Regions from separate parts of the Mus musculus genome. Here regions 1, 2, 3, 4, 5 and 7 are each linked to region 6. The links are chromatin contacts, called in public Hi-C, HiChIP or PLAC-seq and promoter capture Hi-C maps. All regions are on one chromosome and are shown on one strand. The core of a region is the stretch at or near the end of the contact, and the rest is flanking DNA. Distances in the headings are between cores, read along the strand shown.

What was found. Promoter capture Hi-C pulls out the DNA fragments that hold promoters and counts their contacts. A called contact is a pair of places that touch in the nucleus more often than the background predicts. HiChIP or PLAC-seq counts read pairs in DNA pulled down with a chosen protein or histone mark. Capture Hi-C pulls out chosen DNA fragments and counts their contacts.
Region 1: a promoter capture Hi-C map of hematopoietic stem and progenitor cells shows a contact between it and region 6, with 2.4 times the contacts expected there. The contact joins the promoter of Sumo3 here to the promoter of Prmt2 in region 6. A contact is called at or near these places in 1 of 39 promoter capture datasets (hematopoietic stem and progenitor cells) and 1 of 115 datasets of contacts at active chromatin or transcription factors (astrocytes).
Region 2: a contact with region 6 is called in a promoter capture Hi-C map of pre-B cells, with 4 times the contacts expected there. The contact joins the promoter of Pttg1ip here to the promoter of Prmt2 in region 6. A contact is called at or near these places in 3 of 39 promoter capture datasets (the C10 cell line, liver and pre-B cells).
Region 3: a Hi-C map of CD8 T cells shows a contact between it and region 6, with 3 times the contacts expected there. The contact joins the promoter of Specc1l here to the promoter of Prmt2 in region 6. A contact is called at or near these places in 3 of 39 promoter capture datasets (cranial neural crest, hippocampal neurons and pre-B cells) and 1 of 484 Hi-C or Micro-C datasets (CD8 T cells).
Region 4: a promoter capture Hi-C map of adipose tissue shows a contact between it and region 6, with 2.8 times the contacts expected there. The contact joins the promoter of Ube2g2 here to the promoter of Prmt2 in region 6. A contact is called at or near these places in 1 of 39 promoter capture datasets (the 3T3-L1 cell line), 1 of 115 datasets of contacts at active chromatin or transcription factors (embryonic stem cells) and 1 of 9 other capture datasets (adipose tissue).
Region 5: a promoter capture Hi-C map of liver shows a contact between it and region 6, with 4 times the contacts expected there. The contact joins the promoter of Adarb1 here to the promoter of Prmt2 in region 6. A contact is called at or near these places in 2 of 39 promoter capture datasets (liver and pre-B cells).
Region 7: a contact with region 6 is called in an H3K27ac HiChIP or PLAC-seq map of thymic regulatory T cells, with 5 times the contacts expected there. The contact joins the promoter of 2810425M01Rik here to the promoter of Prmt2 in region 6. A contact is called at or near these places in 1 of 484 Hi-C or Micro-C datasets (CD4 T cells) and 1 of 115 datasets of contacts at active chromatin or transcription factors (thymic regulatory T cells).

Annotation. Positions count from the first base shown.
Region 1 is chr10:77,604,819-77,607,518 of GRCm38.p6, forward strand. It overlaps Sumo3 (small ubiquitin-like modifier 3), which reads left to right and starts at 1,279. Exons shown (of 4, transcript NM_019929.4): 1 at 1,279-1,523. The coding sequence starts at 1,503.
Region 2 is chr10:77,580,300-77,582,999 of GRCm38.p6, forward strand. It overlaps Pttg1ip (pituitary tumor-transforming 1 interacting protein), which reads left to right and starts at 1,356. Exons shown (of 6, transcript NM_145925.3): 1 at 1,356-1,628. The coding sequence starts at 1,523.
Region 3 is chr10:75,210,655-75,213,484 of GRCm38.p6, forward strand. Specc1l (sperm antigen with calponin homology and coiled-coil domains 1-like) reads left to right here and starts at 1,419. Exons shown (of 16, transcript NM_153406.3): 1 at 1,419-1,565.
Region 4 is chr10:77,621,002-77,623,701 of GRCm38.p6, forward strand. Ube2g2 (ubiquitin-conjugating enzyme E2G 2) reads left to right here and starts at 1,320. Exons shown (of 6, transcript NM_019803.3): 1 at 1,320-1,415. The coding sequence starts at 1,373.
Region 5 is chr10:77,416,867-77,419,566 of GRCm38.p6, forward strand. Adarb1 (adenosine deaminase, RNA-specific, B1) reads right to left here and starts at 1,407. Exons shown (of 11, transcript NM_001024837.2): 1 at 1,229-1,407. It overlaps Gm17769 (predicted gene, 17769), which reads left to right and starts at 1,510. Exons shown (of 1, transcript NR_027377.1): 1 at 1,510-2,700.
Region 6 is chr10:76,236,529-76,239,228 of GRCm38.p6, forward strand. It overlaps Prmt2 (protein arginine N-methyltransferase 2), which reads right to left and starts at 1,337. Exons shown (of 11, transcript NM_133182.3): 1 at 1,222-1,337; 2 at 184-293. The coding sequence starts at 237.
Region 7 is chr10:77,514,448-77,517,147 of GRCm38.p6, forward strand. 2810425M01Rik (RIKEN cDNA 2810425M01 gene) reads left to right here and starts at 1,451. Exons shown (of 1, transcript NR_163865.1): 1 at 1,451-2,494. It overlaps Fam207a (family with sequence similarity 207, member A), which reads right to left and starts at 1,366. Exons shown (of 6, transcript NM_133998.3): 1 at 1,156-1,366. The coding sequence starts at 1,293.

The DNA.
Region 1 (2,700 bases), core at 29-2,528, 1.4 Mb after region 6:
TGTTCAGCTAAGGATGACCATGATCTGTATTTGAGGAAAATCCATACCTTGGTCTGGTCTGGGTGTGGGATGAGTTCCAAATGCGTCCTTGTGGAAGACCTTGACAAACTTCTCGAAGAAAGGTCATGTGTACAGGGGAAAGGCTAAAAAAGGTTGGCTTCACAGACACTTGGCTTAGTAGCTTTGCAGTATTACCAGGAAGTGGGGATACTTGTCTGCTGGCCCTTCCTTGGAACAGAAACATACTTCTGTCAAACAGAGCGCCACTTCTCTGGAGGCTGCTGTGTGGTCCTGGAACACGGCCAATCAACACCTTCCTGAGACGACTGTGGGTGACTGTGTCAGCCCTGACTGGCCTGATTTGCAGGTGTTAGCAGACAGACACAGAGGGCCTGTGGGCTGCATTCTAAAAACTCACGCCAAGATACAAGGAAAGGACACTCTTGACCCCTTAGCCAGGGCTCCCGATGGATCTTCCAGCTCAAGCTTCCCTTGTTTTGCTTATCTAGTTGACTCCTTGGGCATGTTATTAAACTTCTAGGCATCTTGGTGTGCTGTGTAAAATGGGTTATTAGTGTCCACAATAGCATTCCAGAAACAGCAAATGGTAGGTCAGAAGGGAAGCTTTCTGTGCCTGTCACTCTCACCCACCCAAGCCACCTAGTGGTTACTTTGGGACTACGTAAGGAGGGAGAAAGGCAGCTAGATAGTGAGAATGAAGGGGAAGAGCTTGTCCTTCTGGAGAGCCATCTTGGGAATGGCCCTTGTGGAGGCTGGTCCACCCCATCCAGGAAATCAAATGAAAAAAGATGAAATGGGAGCATGTGCTGGCTTTCTGGGCCAACAGAAGCCATCCTCTGTGTCCTCAAAGGATGCCTTTTCTAGACATGAGCCCTCCTGTGACATTCAAATTAAAGGCCAGAGGCCTGTTCCAGGAGTGTGTGGTCCATAAACCATGCCTGGTAACCTCCTTATTCGTCTTCCGGACCACCTGAAAGGGTTAGCCTGAGTTTCTTTGCCCTCTCTTACCCAAATGCAGCCTGCATATAAGAAAAAGTCCCCAAATGTGGGTGGTGAAGAGGCTACTGGTTGGGCCAAAACGTTCCTCTGGGTCCTGACCTAGCACACAGCGCCCCCACTCCTCCCGTGCCTCCCTGCGTGGACGCGCAGTCTTGCACCCACATCCGGGGTCTCTGGGCCTAGGACCTTGAGTCGCGCGTCCCCGGGGCTCTGCGCGCACCCGGGCGCCTGACCCGCCCCGTGACGCATTCGCAACCGTCCTGAATCGCGGCTGGCCAGCGCGCACCCGCGGCGCGGGGCGCGCGCCTCGTGCACGCGCCCGACCACGTGACTCCGCGCGACCAACCAGCGCGCCGGGATTTAGGGATAAAGCGCGGCCCCGCGACAGTTGCGGCGGGAGAGCGGCGGGGCAGAGAGCGTGACTCGCCCGCTCCAGTGCCACCGGTTCCCGCTGCGCTTGCCGCCGCCGTCGCTGCGCAACCATGTCGGAAGAGAAGCCCAAGGTAAGCCCGGTACGCAAGCCGCAGCAGATTCCGCGGAACGCAGGCCGGGCCGCGCGCAAAAAGGGCCCGCGGGGCCGCGCCCGAGCCTCAGCGCCCCTCCCCCACCGACCCGCGCCCCTCCCCCACCAGCATTGCACTCCGCCCCGGGCAGCGCGCTAGCCCCACCCCCGGCTGTGCCTCCCGCCACACCAAGGCTCCGCCTCCGGGGTAGCCCCGCCCCGGGTGTAGCCCCGCCCACGGCTCGAGAACCCGGAACTTGGGTGCTGGTTCTTGGTTCGCAAGGGCCTCACTCCCTGACGCGGCCATCCTTTCGCGTGCCGTGCGCACAGTTGCACGCGTGGTGCTGCGCGTGAGGCTCAGCGGGCGCTCGTGAGAGCTGCACCGGAGTAAGAGCAAGGCTGGCCGCTCCGGGCTTCCAATGTTCGCCCGGCCGCATGCCCTTCCACTCCATCGCCGTGGTCTCGGCAGTTGGTGCGTGGGAAGGCCAGGGTTGCCCATTTCAAATTGAACAGTTTTCCCACACTCACCTGCCCTGCTGGGGGCAGTTTTATCCAACGGGAGATAAACGTTGGAGCCTGGCATTCTGTGCTCTTGACTGGCCTGGAGATGACCACTGTGTTGGCTCAGGTGAGAGACCCCAGGAGCAGGGCAAGCATCTGGACTAATGCCATGGTACCATGCTCAGCAGCCGAGCCCAGAAATATCTTGCCTGCGAGGTCCTTACCTTTAATTTCAGCTCAGCCTTGGGTCCTGCCTGCACCATCCCGGATATTGAATGAGCACCTGTTCGCCCTGTGCCAAGAGTAGACAACTTACTTTATTATATTTTGTAGCTGGTAACTACAACAAGAGTTGTAACCTTTTGGTGCGGTTAGGCAGGAAGTGAATGCCTGGTGTGTACTGGAGTGGCCATGCCTTCTGCCTCGGGTTAGTGGAGACAGAGGGTTATATGTTATATTTTGGTGACGCAGCCCAGGGGCTGTTGTCCACTAGGCAGATGCTCTACCAGTGAGTTACTTACTCTCTCCACACCCCCACAGCGGCCCCCCCCCCTTTTTTTTTAGACAAGGTTCCTTTGTGGTCCAAGCTGTCCTGGAGTTTAAGACCAGGCTGACTTCAAACTCAAAAGAGATCTTCCTGTTTCTGTCTCCTGAATGTTTCCCTGTGTAGCTCATGC
Region 2 (2,700 bases), core at 106-2,605, 1.3 Mb after region 6:
CTCAGGAATTGAAATCCCACCAATCCTCATCCTGGAAATCTCCACGGGAAGCCCCACCCCCAAGAAATCCTATATAAGCTCTGCCTTTGGCTTCGTTCTCTGCTGCTTTTCACCCTAGCAGAATTAGCTGCCCTCCTGTTTTTGTTGTTGTTGTTGCTGTTGTTTGTTTGCTTTTTTTCCCTCTCCATAAATCTCTTGTGTGCCTCATGTGTCGTGTGACTTTGTGGTATTCCTTGGCTCCCAATTGCCAGGAAGCCTCTCTAGCAGAGCTGTAACATTTTCCCCGGAACAGAACTTGGCTGGGGAAAACCTGCCTGGCCGAAGTAAAGCTGTAACGCTTTCACTGGGGAAAGCCTCCCTCTGGCAAAGCAGAATTGTTACACTTTGGCTGGAGAAGTCTTCCTCTGCAGAGCAGACCTGTGACACTTTCCATGGGAACCCCCTCCTGCAGCAGAACTGTTATACTTCCTTTGGGAAAACCTTCTGCCGCAGCACCAGGAGTGGAGCTGGAACGCTTCAAGCCTTTCCCTTCAGAGTTGCAACACTTACAGTCATAACTAGCTTGTATCAAATGGACATAAAGCTGGTGGGCTCAAGCTTGTATCCTATTTTGCTTACTCCTACTGGAGTCTGGGTCTTTAATGAGTCGAGAAACTTGGGATCCAGAGTCCCGCATTGATCTTTTTGGTGTCTGGCTATCTAGGTCTCTGGTTCATGCACAATCAAGCAGGGAAGGTACCCTCTTACTCAAAGCTCCTGTGTCTTCAAGTTTGCGTCCCCAGTCACTATCAATAAGGATTTGTTTTGTTTTCTTTGAGTCAGGGTCTCATTGGTTAAGGAAGACCTTGAACTTCTGATCCTTCCAATGCTCCACCCCCAAGTGCTGAGATGATAGGTGTGTGTTATCACGACTCATTTGTGAGGTTCTGAGGATGGAACTCGGAGGCTTTGTGCATGCATTGGTTGCCAGGCAAGCAATTCTACCATCTAAGCTACACCCTCCACATTCCCTCAGTGATTTAAACGCCTTTCAGTAACAAGTTCGAGACAGCTTGGATGCTGTTTTAACGTAAATCCACAAAACCTGCCCTCTGGACACGCATACGGCTCTGGCAGAGAATTAACAGGACTGGCAGAGGTTTCCAAGGGTTGGCGGCTACAGAGCAGTTGTGTTAGGCAGAGCAGCTGAGCCTCAGAACCCGCCTCAGAGTCCAGCAGCTCCATTCCAGAGCAAGTGGCAAAGCTTCGCTGTCCACTGCCCAGCCTAGTAGTCTACTACGCACGCGCGCTGCTCTGACGCTCCGGTTATTGCTCCCTCCCCGCAGTTCCAGCAGCGCGCAGGCGTGCTAAGCCTCAGCTGCGCCCGTAGGCGGGCGGAGGTCAGGGGGCGGAGCCAGCGGCTGCGCACTCGCAAGCTCCGCCCGTCTGGCTAGCTTACGGAGGCGGAGCGCTTACTGTGGAAACATCCTAGCTCGGCGTTGGAGTTGAGTCGCCTGAGGTCCCCGCCGACGACGCACTCACCATGGCGCCTGCTAACCTTGGGCTGACGCCGCACTGGGTGATGCTCCTCGGTGCCGTGCTGCTGTTGCTTCTGTCCGGAGCCTCCGCGCAGGAACCTCCGAGAGTGGGTAAGGCCCGTGGGCCTAGGGGCCGAGGAGTAGGAGGAGGGCGGCCGGGTCGGATCCAGGGCGGAGTCCAGCCCGCGGGCTTGGCTGCCTCTGCGCTCACGCCCTCCCTTGAAGCTGGGTAAGGCAGCCAGCCTCTGCTGGAAGTTAACGTCGTGCCCTGAGGCACGAAAGACTCGGCTAGTCGGAACCGACGCCTCGGCACCTGCTTAGCATCTCGGGGACCATCTGCATTCCAGCACTGTTTTTGTTTGAGGGGAATCAGGGAGCTGACAAGTTGTGTCCAAGACTGAGGCTTGGTCAACTTTGACCTTTGTACGCTCGCTAGAGTTGATGAGGCGCTGCAAGAGAGTATTTTTGTTAGCTCAGGCTCTCTCAAGGTGTCTTTACACTCTAGCCTGTCACGGTGTGTTTTCTCTTTGTGACCTTTTGCCAGTTGTCGCGTCTCTCTGTTTAAGTTTCTTATCTGCTCCCAGGTATGCCTAGGACCGGTCTGGGACTGCCTCACTCCTGCTACCTTGGTGAGGGTGACTAAAGGAGCTGACCCTGGCCGCCCCGGGGAACTTGGGGCTAGATTCTCCAGTAAGGACTTTATGCCAGGCAGAGTGTTGGGGAGCCTGTGGAGACCCAGGACCCTTCCCAGTGTCTCAAGGGTGTCTGCTGCGATACTGGGGGGAGGGGGGGGGGCACGAACCTTCACCTGTTACCAACCACCACGTGTTAGGTGTAAGGATTCTACTCCTTGACATTCTATAGGGAGATAGCTGATGTTTAAAACGGCTAGTCTTTACAAGGAATTTGCATAAATTTACATTACCGTATCCTGTATCCCAAAACTCGCCTTTTTTTGTTGTTTGAGACTGGGTTCAGGCTGGTTTTGAACTTTTTTGTTTGTTTTTTCGAGACAGTGTGTCTCTGTGTAGCCCTGGCTGTCCTGGAACTCACTCTGTAGACCAGGCTGGCCTTGAACTCAGAGATCCGCCTGCCTCTGCCTCCCTAGTGCTGGGATTAAAGGCGTGTGCCACCACGCCCAGCTTGGTTTTGAACTTAAAGGTGTCTGCCTGCCTCTGCCTCT
Region 3 (2,830 bases), core at 169-2,668, 1.0 Mb before region 6:
TAAATGATGTCAAGGGATATTGATATTGAGGAGTGGAAACTATGTGAGGAATTGTAGGGTACTGAATATGTTGAAATGGTGATTTTTGAATTTTGAGGCATGTAAATTTTCTTAGAAATGCATTCAGAGATATTTATTTATTTATTTAGGGGGGGGCTGGAGAGATGGTTAGGAGCACTGGCTTCTTCCAGAGCTCCTGAGTTCAGCTCCCAGCAACCTGTGTACACATGGTGGTTCACAACCATGTATAATGAGATCTGACATCCTCTTCTGGTGTGTCTGAAGACAACAACGGTGTACTCATATACATAAATATCCATATACAAAATCTTTAAATTTATTTATTTATTTATTTATTTATCTATTTGCTAATTTATTTGAGACAGGGTCTCACCATGTGGCAATGGCTGGCCTGGAATTGGCTATATAGACCACGTTGGCCTGGTACTCACAGAGATGATCCATCTTTGCCTCCTGAGTGCTGATATTAAAAGCATGTTCCACTATGCCCAGTGAATCAGAGATTAAATTCTTAAAAAGAAAACATCAAAGAATAATGTTCCGGCTAGGTCTTGTCAGTTTGATCTAAGTTACCATTATCTGGGAAGAGGAACTTCAGTTGAGAAAATGTCTTTGTTAGATTGCCTATATACAAATCTATAGGGCATTTTCTTGGTTAATGATTGATGTGGGAGAGGCCAGGCTCACCAGGATGTGGTGTGACCCCCTAGGGGATCCTGGATGATATAAGAAAGCAGGCTGAGCAAGGCATGAGGAGCAAACCAACAATCTGTGTTTCTCCAAAGCTTCTCTGCTTCAGTTCCTGCCTTCAGGTTCCTTTGAGTTCCTGCCCTGACTTCTCTCAGTGATGGTGTGTGACCTGGGAGTTGTAAGCCAAATAAACCCTTTCCTCCCCAGGTTGCTTTTGGTCATGGTGCTTTTATTATAGTAATAGAGCCATTTACAAATTTAAAAAGTAAAATAAAAACTACACAGGAATTACATAAGCTTATAGAACTCTTTAACTTTATAATGCTAGTGATCTTGTTCCCTTTAATGGGTGGAGTAGGGACCGGTGTTGCTCATGTGCTGGGAACATAATGGGTGCCTGGCATGTGCATTTTTCTCAACTGTCGGGTTCAGCACACTGTAAACATACATTTCAACCAGAGCGGACCTATTTGCCTTGGAGGAAAAACGAGAGACTAGGAGCACTTCCAGCACAAAAGACTGCAGTTATCTAGTTGCACCGCCGACTAGCACAGCGCGTGCGCGGTCCAGAACTCAGCGCGAAGAGGAGGTGTGACAGCTGGCGCCTGCGCAGTAGCAGCCCAGGGAGGCGCCGATCACGGCACATGCGCGGGGAGTAGAAGGGGGCGGCACCGGTGGATAAGGGGCGGGCGGAGGGCGGGAGCCGCAAGGGAGACAGGGCGGGCCGAGGGAGCGGCGCCGTGGGGTTGGCTGTTGCCCTGAGGCCGGACTCAACGGACCGGGCCGCGCCACCGGGCGAGCTCGCCGCCCGGCCCCAGCCCGGAGCCAGCGAGTGAGCGAGGCGGTGCCGCGCGGTAAGAGCCGGGGCAGGGTCTTCTCCGCTTGTGCCGCGGGCACGTTCGTCTCCTCAGCGCCGCCCGCGCGGCCAGGCCCGGGCGGCCCCGCAGACCCTGGCGGCCCCGCGCCTGCGCTGTCCCCCCTCGTCACCCCCCCCATCCCCAGCCATCCCGCGCCTGCGCCGTCTCCTGCCCGGGCGGACCTCACAGCTTGCCCCGCAGATCCCCCGGGAACCCAGGCTGGCGTGGTACCCAGCTGGCTGGGGGTCTCATCCCTGCGGAGAGGCTGGGTGCGACCCTGGTGCTTGTGTTCCCTGTGGTGTCGGGAGAGACCGGGCATTCATCCTAGTTCCTTGCCCTGGGCTGGGACAGGTTGCCTCCCCATCTGGTGCATTGAGGGTGGGGAGCAGGAGCGGAGGTCCCCCGAAGGCTGCGCCCTGCAGTGTTAGGACCTGGCTGTTGGAAGCTGGCAGTGTTCTTTATTCTTGAGACTTGGCTAATTATGTCAGATTGGATGTGGATGTTTCTGTGTGTTGTTGAAGAAATGCTGCATTTTCATTAGAGGCGTGTGTGTGTGTGTGTGCATTTTCATTAGAGGCTTGTGTGTGTGTGTGTGTGTGTGTGTGTGTGTGTGTGTGTGTGAGAGAGAGAGAGAGAGAGATAGAGAGAGAGAGAGATAGATAGATGGTGGCGATACCCCAGAGAACACTAGAAAAGAAATCGGTTTCTGGTGGGCTTAGCCGCCTAAAACCAAACAAAAATTTCTGTGATCATTCAAATGCAGGCATCCTTGATTTTTTGTTTTGTTTTGTTTTGGGTTTTTTTGTTGTTTGTTTTTTGTTTTGTTTTTGTTTTTGTTTTCACTCTCTTGAAGATCAGTCCTAAAGTGCGGCGGGGTGAGGGGGCACCCTTTGACTGTCATGACAGAGAATCGTAAAGTTTGGCCTACACCTGTAATCCCGAGGCCAAGGCTGGATGAGCTCCAACTGGGCTGCAGAGTAAGGCCTTGTCTCAAACTACAAACAAAAACAAAACAAAAAACAAATCGCGGAGCCCAGGAAGGCTTCTTGTCATTCAGGAAGCTAAATCTTGAGGTGAAATCAGCTGTGGACTACAGGCAACAACAGTTCTATCTAAAGGTTTGGAATGAGGCACCAGCGTTGTTGCATAGGCATTAAAGGCACCGTTCGGTTGGTCCTCTTTCAATATGTCAGGAATGGAAAGAGTTTGAAAAGCAATACGCCTGTGCTGAATTCTGTACAGACTCTTTTTTTTTTTTTTCT
Region 4 (2,700 bases), core at 70-2,569, 1.4 Mb after region 6:
GCAGGAGGAGCAGTGTGTCCTCGAGGCCTCCTTTTGACTTGTGGGTGGGGCATGCTTGGGAGGGTTATGCGTGTGGGATTTTTTTTTTTTTTAACCTTACATGTAATTGGAGTAGCATCCTAATATTTTTTTTCTTTCTCAAGATAGGGTTTCTCTGTGTAGCCCTGGCTGTCCTGGAACTCACTCAGTTGACCAGGCTGGTCTCGAACTCAGAAATCGGCCTGCCTCTGCCTCCCAAGTGCTGGGATTAAAGGTGTGCACCACCACTGCCTGGCTCTAATATATTTTTTTAAAAGATTTATTTATTGTATGTAAGTACACTGTAGCTGTCTTCAGACACCAGAAGAGGGAATTAGATCTCGTGACAAATGGTTGTGAGCCACCATGTGGTTGTTGGGATTTGAACTCAGGACCTCCAGAAGAGCAGTCAGTGCTCTTAACCGCTGAGCCATCTCTTCAGCCCCCTTAATATTCTTTTTTAAAACGACAAATGTGATGAATCTAATGCCTCAAATCTTTTGAGTTCAGCTTCTTATACTCAGGGTCCCAGCAGGAACTTTCTCTTTGTCCCTACACCTAGTCCTGAAAGCCCCTTTTTTCGGAGAGCCACGTCCCGAGCTGTATCCCTCATGTCCACTTAGCGAAGGCAGTGGTGCACCTAAGAAAATACCAAGCATCTATCTGGCAGTTCCGTATGATGAGGAAGTACAGCTTACTTGGCAGAGTCTGAGTTTTTTTGGCCAGAGAGGATGGGATATGGCCCGGGAACTTTATCCTTCCTTTGTGAAACCAAGGTACTCTTTCTCTTGCTAGAAGTGTCATCTCAAATCACCTGGGCCTCAAAAACCAGGTGTAGTGGCACTTGGGAGACAGAGGTAGGCAGGTGGCATCTCTGTGAATTCGAGGCCGGCCTGGGCTAAATAATGAGTTCTAGGACATTCATGCCTACAAGGGGAAAGTTTCACGATCTGGACAGCCACTTCTGAGGGGCGAGCCCAAGCGCAAGGACATGAGTCTCATTCAGGAACAATCCATGATGAGCCATTAGCTCTCGCACTATTTTTCAAGACTAAAGGGCCGCAGGGCGAGCTGCGCAAAGCCTCACGGCGGCGTAGGAAACCTTCAATGCTGAGGGTGTGGCCGGCCGAGAAGATTCTGGAAGCCGAGCTCCGTCGACCCGGGCCATTACCCGGGGAGCGCGAGGCGAACCCCAGCGAGCCTGTCTGAAGCACCCGGGTGCGCCACGTCACCCGCGCGCGCCCCGGATGCATTTGCGCCCGGAGCCCGCGACCCGGAAGCAGTCGTGGGCGTCGGAGCGGGCGGGCGGGACCGGCGCGGATGTGGCGAGGCTGCTGAACGCAGGTTCCGCGGTATGGCGGGGACGGCGTTGAAGAGGCTGATGGCCGAGTATAAGCGTGAGTCAGGCGGCGCCGCCTTCCTGTCCTCTTCCCCATAGTCGCCCGCGGCGTGGCCCGGCATGGCTCGGCTCGGTGCGGTGCGGTGCGGGGGTACTGGGCCGGGCTGCGAGATTCCGCGTGCGGATAAAAGGCCAGGCTGTCGCCGTCACCTGCGCACCCCAGCCAGCGGCAGCGGGGCTGGCCCTGGGCTCAGAAGCCGGCCGGGGCAGCGCCGCCGTGGCCCTGCCACCCGGGTCTGGTCCCTAAGCCCCTGTGTGCTGCGCATCTGCCCTCCCGACAGTTGATGCTGCGGGGCGAGTACCGGGTAATCCCCGTAAGGTGGTCGAGCCGTCGAGGGGAGTTGGGGGAGAAAGTTAAAAATAAACAAGATAACGCCTCAAACCCCCGGCCACGCCGCAGGTGCGAGTTGCTGGGGAAAACCAAAGTTTCTCGGACACGGGCTCCGGACAGTTTCCTTGGATCCGGATCTGTTTTTCTCTCTGTTTTACTTTTTCAGCTCTGTGTCTAGATTGAGACACATCCCCTTTATCTAAAAAAGAGGGAACAGCATTTAAGCTCCGGGACAGGGGTTTAAGTTTTGACCACTTCTACCCAAGGGTATTCACATTAGAGAAAAACTTATCCGCCACAAAAAGCCTCTACTCGTACGTCAGACAAAACGTATTGTCACTTAATTTGAAGTTAAGGTTGTGAATCATCTCCGTGTGAGAGAGAGAAGGAATTTGGTTAAAGAGGGAACTCTAAAATAGGAAGGCTGGCGAGGGGCTCAGGGGGTTCACAGAGGAGAAGGACTCCACCTGCTGTGGCTTCTTGGAAGAGGAAAAAAAAGGGCAGGGAGCTAAGGGTGGCCCCAGGCTGACAGCTAGTCTGGGACCAGTGTTACAGCCATACGGAACTGAGTTGTGCCAGCGACTTGAATGGACTTGGGTTGCAGCCCTGAAACAACCAGCTGTCTCGGCTGGGCCCAAGCCCACATGGAAACCATGAGGTCATCAATGGATATTGTTTAAGCCTGTGGCAGCAGTGATGGAAATGCATCCAGCAGTACAAAGCACGAGGAGCGAGGGAGGGAGGGAGGTTTTTTCCGTGTCCTTGTGAATTCAATAAAAGTCCCACTGAGTGTTTTTCTTCCTTTATGGTATAAAAGGTTTGTCCTCTGTTTAAGACCATGTACTCTAGTATTAGGTAGATTCAACAGGAACATCCAGGTTGAATTAGAACATCCGAGGTTGGGCTAGAGCGAAGGTGTTCTTGCATACCTGATTGTACTGTAGATTTAGAG
Region 5 (2,700 bases), core at 157-2,656, 1.2 Mb after region 6:
ACAGACACCACACAGTGATTTTCCTCTTGCCTATGTGTGCGCGTCAAAATTCACCTCCAACCCCTAATGTCCCAGATGGCTCCCACAAACAGCAGACGCGCTGGGTACTCGCGCTGGGTACTCGGAACTTCGTCTCCCAGGCGCTCGGCGCCCATGTGGGCTCTGAGCCCTCGGAAGGGGCATGGACCACCAAAAAAGCAGCCTGCCTCACCTAGGTTACGGTGTCCACCCCGTGGGAGCGCAGTGTCTCCTTTGCAGGACACAAGATGCTCTCACTGGGCGTAGCTTTCCCTCTGTGGGATATAGGGTTAGGGTCTCCCTCCTCGGAGTTCAGAGTATACTCTGCAGGGCACAGGGTTCCCTCCCTGTGCCCTTCCTCTGGGCGCCGTCTCGCCTCTGCGGAGCACATGGTCCCTTCTGCAGGGCACAAAGTCCCCATCCCCTGGTGCAGCTTCCTCTCCTCAGAGCACAGGGTTCCCACCCCCCAGCCTGAGCTTAGCCTCCCTTCTGCTAGGCACTGGTCCCTTCTGCAGAATACAGAGCTCAACCTTTCCTCTACCAAGCACATGGTCCCTTCTGCAGGGCACAGGGTCCCCATCCCCGGACACAGATTCAGAGTGACACAGGGTGTCTCTTCTCAGGGCGCAGCTTTCCTTTTGCAGGGCACAGGTCCCCTCTCTAGGATACAGGGTCCCCATCCCCGGACGCAGCTTTCCTTCTGCAGGGCACAAGGTCCCCCTCCCGGTGTGCAGTGTCCCCTGTGCTGGGTAAAGGTCCCTTCCCGGGGTACAGGGTCCCCTCCCCGGAGCACAGGTCCCCTCCGCCCGGTACACCATTCCCCTCCCCGGGCGCAGTCTCCTCTCTGATGGGCACAGGTCCCCTCCCTGGAGTACAGGGTCCTCTCCGCGGGCACAACCTCCTGTCCGAGAGGCGCACGGTCGGCTCGCCGCGGCGCAGCGCATCCCACGCGGACGCGGCGCCTCCAGGAGCGGACGAGCCGTCCTGGGCGCAGCCTCCTCCTGCAGCGCAGCGCATCCAAGAGGACCGCGGCCCGCCCTCCGCGCGCCGCCCGGGATGCGCCAGGGACCCCGCAGCTCGCCGCGGGCCCGGGCCCCGCACCATAGGGTCTGGGGTCGGTGGTCAGGTCCGCGGCCGCCGGCGCTGCGCGGCCTCAGCCACCTGCCCCGCGCTTACATAAACGCGGCCGCCCGCGTCCCCGCCGCCTTACCTCCGCTCACGCTGCGCCCGCGGGCTGCCGGCGTCTGGCTCTGGGCGCTGCGGCGGCCTCGGCTAGCCCCGCGGCCCCAGCTAGGAGCCCCTCGCCGCCGCCTCAGCCTCAGCCACCTCAGCCTCAGCCGCTGCCTCAGCCTCTGCCTCTAGCCTCGGCGCCGGCGGCTCCGCCCCCTCGGCTCGCCCCGCCCCAGCCGCCGCAGCCGCGCGCGCGTGCTCGCTTGCAGGGGTGGAGCCAGCGCTCCACGCTGACGTGCGCGCCTCCTGCCCGGAGCCGACGTCCGGACTCGCTCGCGGCGGCGGGAACTGCGAGGGTTAGCGGTTAGAACCAAAACAGGTCGTGCGTCGCTAGGGAGACTCGAAGCGGAAGGGAGCCTCCGACACGCACCGAGAAGATCGACGGGGGCGGGGTTCTCGAACTCGCGGGCAGGAGCCTCGGATGGGACCTAAGGGGACAGGTGGGACCAAGGATCCTAGAGATCCTGTGGGATCTGGGAATGGGGCAGGGAAAATCAGAGCGAAGCCACTGAAGTGCGACTGTGACCGCCGCTTGAAGACCTACTACACCCCGTACGTGGTACCCTGGCATCCCGCAAGAATCGTCCCTGGGCCTTCGTCCAGTTTTGAGAGCTGGCCCTGGCCACTGACACCCACCTCCGTAGACCTTGAAAATAAGTAGGGAGAGGAGCAGGGACATGATTTTGTGAAGCAGGGTGTCTACTGGTGGTCACTAGAAATGATGGCCGGTTTTTAACCTAGACCCCAGGGTCAAGTTCAGGCTCTGCCACCTCTTAGGCATACCAGATGTGTCTTGTGCTTGCATTGTCTGTTTCCACGTTTGTTTAAAAAGAAAAAGGTCTAGTAAAAGACAAGTGCAGGTAGGTAAAGTACTGTGTCGAGCATCCAAGATGTGGTCAACAACTTGTGTGGTTCCTCGCCAGATTGTCTTAACCTGGGGTGCTATGCCCAGAACGGGGCCTGGAGAGGTCCAGAATCGGAAGCATGAACTGACCACAGGAGTAGTGTTGTAGCCGGTCCACATCTGCTTCCATCACAAAAACATGTCCTTTGGACCAGCTAGCCACTCAATGAATTCTTCAGCCTGCCTAAAAGGTGGGCACCAGGCAGTGCCTACGGGTGCACTTGTTGGCAAGTAAGTAGAGATCATCACTCTTGGAACACCTACCAGGATGTCAAGCTTCACATACAAGTATGTGCACAAGGACAAATGTGTCTGTTTCTAGGTATCACACTACCCCAGAACTTAGTAACTTAAAGTCATGGTTTGTAAGTCTGATGAATAGCAGCTTTTATGCAGTGTTCAGCTGGTTTGGTTCATCTCTGCTTCATAGATGACCTCACTCCCTTATGTCATGTGTTACCTACTGTTAGTAAGCTAGCTCTCGTTGCTTCTCATAATGGCTGTGGTTTGGCCACAAGAGAGCAAGTTCCAGCCTTTTCATCCCCTGT
Region 6 (2,700 bases), core at 87-2,586:
CTGAAGTGTTCATGACAATACACAGCATGGGACCTAATGACCAGACCCATCCCCCTGCCTCAACGTTCTCTAAATTCAAGCATCCTCCTGTGAGCCAGGACCTTGAGAGACAAGGAGAGTGACATCACCCCTGTAAGCTGGTACTGTTCCTCTGTATGATCATTACACGTGGCTCTTACGTACCAGAACCGGGATGACCTGTGACTCGCTGCAGGGACCTTCTCCTGGTGCCTCCATAGTTCAATATGATCATGTCTCATAACTGGGGCTTTACTTCAGTTTCTCTCCCATGCCTACTTGAAAGAAGAGAGAGAAGCACAAAGTGTTACACTGCCTGGTCAGTAATCTCATTTCACGGCTACAGTTTACTGTATGTGTTAAGAATGGAACAGGATTGGCGTTTTATCATCACAATTCATTAGAGGGCTTTTTAAATTAAAAAATCCAAATGCTGTGTGCTTCCTTTAATATGCTAGATTTATTCCTCTGAAGTCTCCTTTTTTAAGAGATATTTATGAAGCCTCTTTTTACTTAGAATAAATCAGTATCATTTTTTTTAGGAACACTTAATAGCTTAAACTCAAATTAAAACACCTTGCCCAGTACTTGACCTAACCCACAGGCAGAACTGAAATCCCCATGCCCGACACCCTCCTGTTCTTTAATTCTATTTTTTTACCCCCAGGGGCAATGTAACCCTAACTGGCTCTGAGATTACATCGATTCTTTGTTTAAACGCCTGTTGTGCGTCCAGATCTGGACTTCATACTTACTTCGTAATAATTAGAATCACAAATTATTTACAATTATATTTTCAGTGAAAAGCCTGGGAGGGTGCCCGGAGGAAGAAAGACAATGAATTGGAGGGTTCTCCAGGCCAAGCAGATGAGGCCATAGAGGCCAAGAATATAGAGGCATGGGGGATGTGGCTCGGGATACAGAAGGCAGGTGGGCGTGGTCCTGGAAGGGCGTGGCTCTAAGAGCCAGCGGAGGTGCGCAGGGGGAATTGAGAGGTGCAGCGAAAGGAGAGCGAAGAGGGCGGACGGTGCTGAGAAAAGGGGAGGGGGTAGCTGGAATAGAACCTTCGAGAGGGCACTCTAAAGCCTCCAGAGGGGGCGGAGGCCTCAGTGCGCTGGAGACATGCACAGGGAAGACCTTTTGCCTAGCTTGCCCTGCCTCACTTGCGATCCAGATGTCTAAGCTGTCCATTAAGAAACCTACCTCAGCCGCGTTTCTCCGCTGAATTCTAGGCTATACCAGAAAGGAACAGACGATGCCCACCCGAAGCCTGAGCCGCCGCCCTGGACCTGCGCAAGCGCGGAGCACTCCAGCTGGCCGAAGAGCACGCCCCGCCCAGGCCTGGGTGTCCTGCGCAAGCGCAGTGTGTATAAACTCGGTGCTGGTAGCTGTAGATAGTCTTGAGACAGGGGTTTTCTCTAAGAGCTTGTCACTCAGCGCAAGCGCATTTTCTGTCCCTGCTTCCGGCCGGTCGCATTGGGCCTTAAGGCTGCAAGACGCAGGTGAGAAAGTGTAAGGATCGACTTACCGGGAGATCTGTGGGAAGACTGGACTCCGGGTTGGAGGCCACAGGTGGTGTAGACCGCGCCCCCAGCGGATTCGAACCGAGGCAACAATTGGCAGGCTGAAGCAGGAGTGCGTACTAGCGCTGTCCTGAGTGTACCTGGGACTGCCGGTGTGTTTGATGCCCTTCTCCGAATGCTTAATAACCTAGTTTTGATCTGAATCAGCTTCTGCAGAATGGGACCCCCCTACAGTATCTTGGACTAAGTTTTGATCGTGGAACCAACATAGCTACTGAGACACGAAACACACCAGAGACCCCAAGTCCTGAAGATCCTGTGCTGAAGGGGTTGGGGGCGGAGGAGCAATGACACTGACATCAGGTGACCCTAAGCAAGGTTTCTTAAGCTTTCTCCACTAGCAATCCCATCCTACTCAGAAAGTTTTTCAGCGACTCTAGGTATCTAAAATAGGCATACGAATCAAACATTTACTGATAAGTGAATCAGAAAAGAATTTATTGTAAAACTCGGCATACACACAATTTTACCACTGACTAGAGACAAAAGCAGATTTGCATACTAATTAGGTGGATGCGTTTGTCCAATATAATCTAGACACTCTAATACATGCTGAGGAATGATAGGGAAATATTAAAATTCTTTGTTTTCTATAATTAAACCATCATGCTTCGGTTCGTGCAGTAGAAACACCACAGCTCATAACATAATCAATCATTCCAAACCTGCTGTGAGGCATCTCAGGGCTTGCAAGGCTTGTGCAAACCACACCTGTTGTGCCTTCAGTCCATCGGTTCAGTGGAGTCGCACAATGAACTGCAGCCAAGGGATGGGTCTGTCTGTGTGAGGACCTGGTCCTTTTTTTAAATCTGCCCAGTTTTCCATTTCCACCAGATGAAGAGGGCTGAAGCTCTGAGCCAGGATGCCACAGGTTGAAAAGAGTTTCCCACAATCTTCCAAGGCAGAAAAAACTGTCCTCAGAGCCCCCAGTGTGGCAGGCCTGAGACCTATTCTTGAAAGCCTGCTGGTGCCACGAAGCTCAGGCTCCAGGCACTAGGATCCACCCTTGCTAACCTAACATAGGAAAGGGTACCTGTGGTGGCTGAATAAAGAATGTGGCTTTGTAAGGGCTGGAGGTGGCTTAGCAGTTAAGAGCAGT
Region 7 (2,700 bases), core at 201-2,700, 1.3 Mb after region 6:
AAGTTGACTTTTGGTTTGAGAGTCACACATCGAGAAGATGCTAAGGCAAAAATCCTCTACTTCTCAGCCAGGGAGGCCCCGGAAGAGTATCTACGTCCTTGTTCCCAGATCAGGCCTGTTCCTTCCTGCCCCCATCAGACTTGGGACAATCAGAGAGTCTTGGGGAGTAGAGCCACACTAGCACAGGGCCTGAGCACAGCCTCCCTGCAAACACATGCAGATCCAAGAGTAGCTGTGAGATAAGGCATGACTGCTGCTTACAACTGTATGCATGGGCCCTCCCAGGAGTGAGCAGAGGGAATCCTCTAAGTACTGGTCCTTGGGCATCTCTGAGGAACAAAAATAGGAACACCAACCACATAACCTTCCAGTGAGGCAAAGACGCGGCTGACCAAAGGGGCATAAAAACAATCTCTGTCAACACAAGGCTTAAATTTGAGCCAAGTTACCAAATTAAAAGAAAAATGGGAAAAATAAGAATCAATGGCTGCACGAATCAATGACTGCACAGCACCTCCCGTGGGTGTGGGTGTGGGAGAAAACAGAAGCTCTCAGTTTGGCTACAACAACAAATAAAAGCTGGGCACAGTGGGCTACAGCCTGGGCACGAGAGTGACAAGCTGGGGGGGGGGGCTAGGGTGAAACCTTGTCTCAAAAGAATAAAGAAAGAATGAGATGAGGTAAAATAAAAATAAATAAGATCCCAAAGGCCAAAGCAACAAGCAAGCGCCAGGGACACAAGTGCATGCCATGCCTTTAACCCCAGCATGTGGGAGGCAGGGGCAGGTCAATCTCTTATGAGTTCGAGGCCAGCCTGGTCTACAGCGTGAGTTCCAGAATAGTCAGGGCTACATAGAGAGACCCTGTCTCAAACACACACCAGAGACTGAGACACAGAGATAGACAGAGGCAGACAGACAGCGCCCTGCGACATTTCCAGAGCGTAGTGGGATATTTTCCCCCAGAGATGGAAGCGCTTCTGGAGCCTCACACCCCAACCGAGAAGGCATGACGGCTAAAGGTGGGCCGGGTCAGGACCCTAACCAGAGTGGCAGGAACACACACAGAAGAGGCGACACCCAACCATCCAGGGCTCCTGATCTTTGGAGATCCGGCTCGGCAGAGACCTGGCCCGACCGGCGCCCCACACCTCACCTTCGCCCCCGCTCCGCCCGCCGGGGATTGTGGGAGCGCCGGCTCCACGGCGCGGGGCACAGGGCCCGGTGCAGAATCCCCGTCGGGTCTCACGGCCGCCCGGTGCACACGAGCCCGCAGCGCCCTCACTTTCCCCATCTTCCCTGGAGGTTTCCGCCTGTTAGCAACGCCGCCTCACTAGTGGAAGAGCCTCCCGGAAGTGCTCCCAGACAGCCGGAAATAGAGCCGCGGCTGCGTAGATCGGCGTTCGGCCGGTCCCCGGAAGTGCCTCCCGTAGCGCGTGCGCAGTTGCGGTGCTTACGTCGCGCGCTCCCGCTAGCGCGTTAGACGTGTGGCGATGTGGCTGCAGCCAAGAGCCAGGGAAGTAAAACTATTGAAGCCTCGGGTGCACGTTACGCCATGTTTCTATCGCGCGCGTCTGGGGTAGAATAGGGAGAAAGGTTCACGTCGGTTTTACTCATGCGGGTCTCTATGTGTGCAGCTTGGCGTTTCGTCCTTAAAACAGGTCCTGGAGTTGGGGACTTTGCAATTCCACTTAAATGGGTACCAGATGGACCGAACGGCCTCCGTCTTCCTGCACAGTCGGCTCCGTGTCCAACAGCCCCTGTGCACCCAGTGCAGTATTGCTTAAGGAAAGCAAGGACGAAGGGTAATTCCAGCTCTTCACCCAAATGACACCTGTAAAATACAATACAAAACCAAAGTGGGCTATAGTTGGAGCCACAAAAGAAAGTTGGGCCCAGGCACAGCCAGGGTAGAGGCCTTCTGCCTTCTTCCCTTCTAGGGTAGAGAGCATCCTGGATGCCGGGACGTCTCTGCTAGGGATCCACAGTGAGATGGGATTTGTGGGGAGAAGGTGAGCCCAAAGCGGAGTCCGGTGCCCCACAGTGGCTGAAGTAGCAGAGCATGCCAGGGAGCAGAGCCAATAAGCATCTTTCCGATGCGGTTTCTCATCAGGGGATGCCTCCAGGTTCCTGCTCCTTCCCTGACGATGAGATCCAACCTGTAAGATGTAAAGAACACCTTCCTCCCCACGCTGCCTTTGATAAGTGTTTTTATCACAGCAACAGAAAGCAATCTAGAACAGTGAGTGAGTGGCTGCAGGCCAAGCAGTGCACTAGATGTGAAGCTGAGACAAACTAGATTGAATCAGGCGACTTGAAGAGACGTTTGAGCCAGAACAGCTGAATTGAATCAGCCAGTAAGAGTTCAGAAAGAGCTAGAAAAGGAGATCGTAGTCAGCAGTAAGCCTCCGAGACAACAAGGACATCAAGCGAATAAAAGTTACTTTCGCAAGCTTGTTTTGAGATGACCTGGGAATAAAGTCCATTGAACTCTTCACAACCTGGTTCATCTCCCCAGAAGATCTGGCAGCCAGAGCCACCCTGAAAGCTAGCCTGGCTTTTACCTAGGACAGATCCCCACCCCACCCCCCCACCCCCTAAATGTTTTCTCCTTCTCAACCCTCAGCAGTGTTCCTGTGCTCTGGGCTGTCCGATGGACCCCAGGTTCCCCCATGGAGGATGAGTTGCTTAAGGCCAGTTC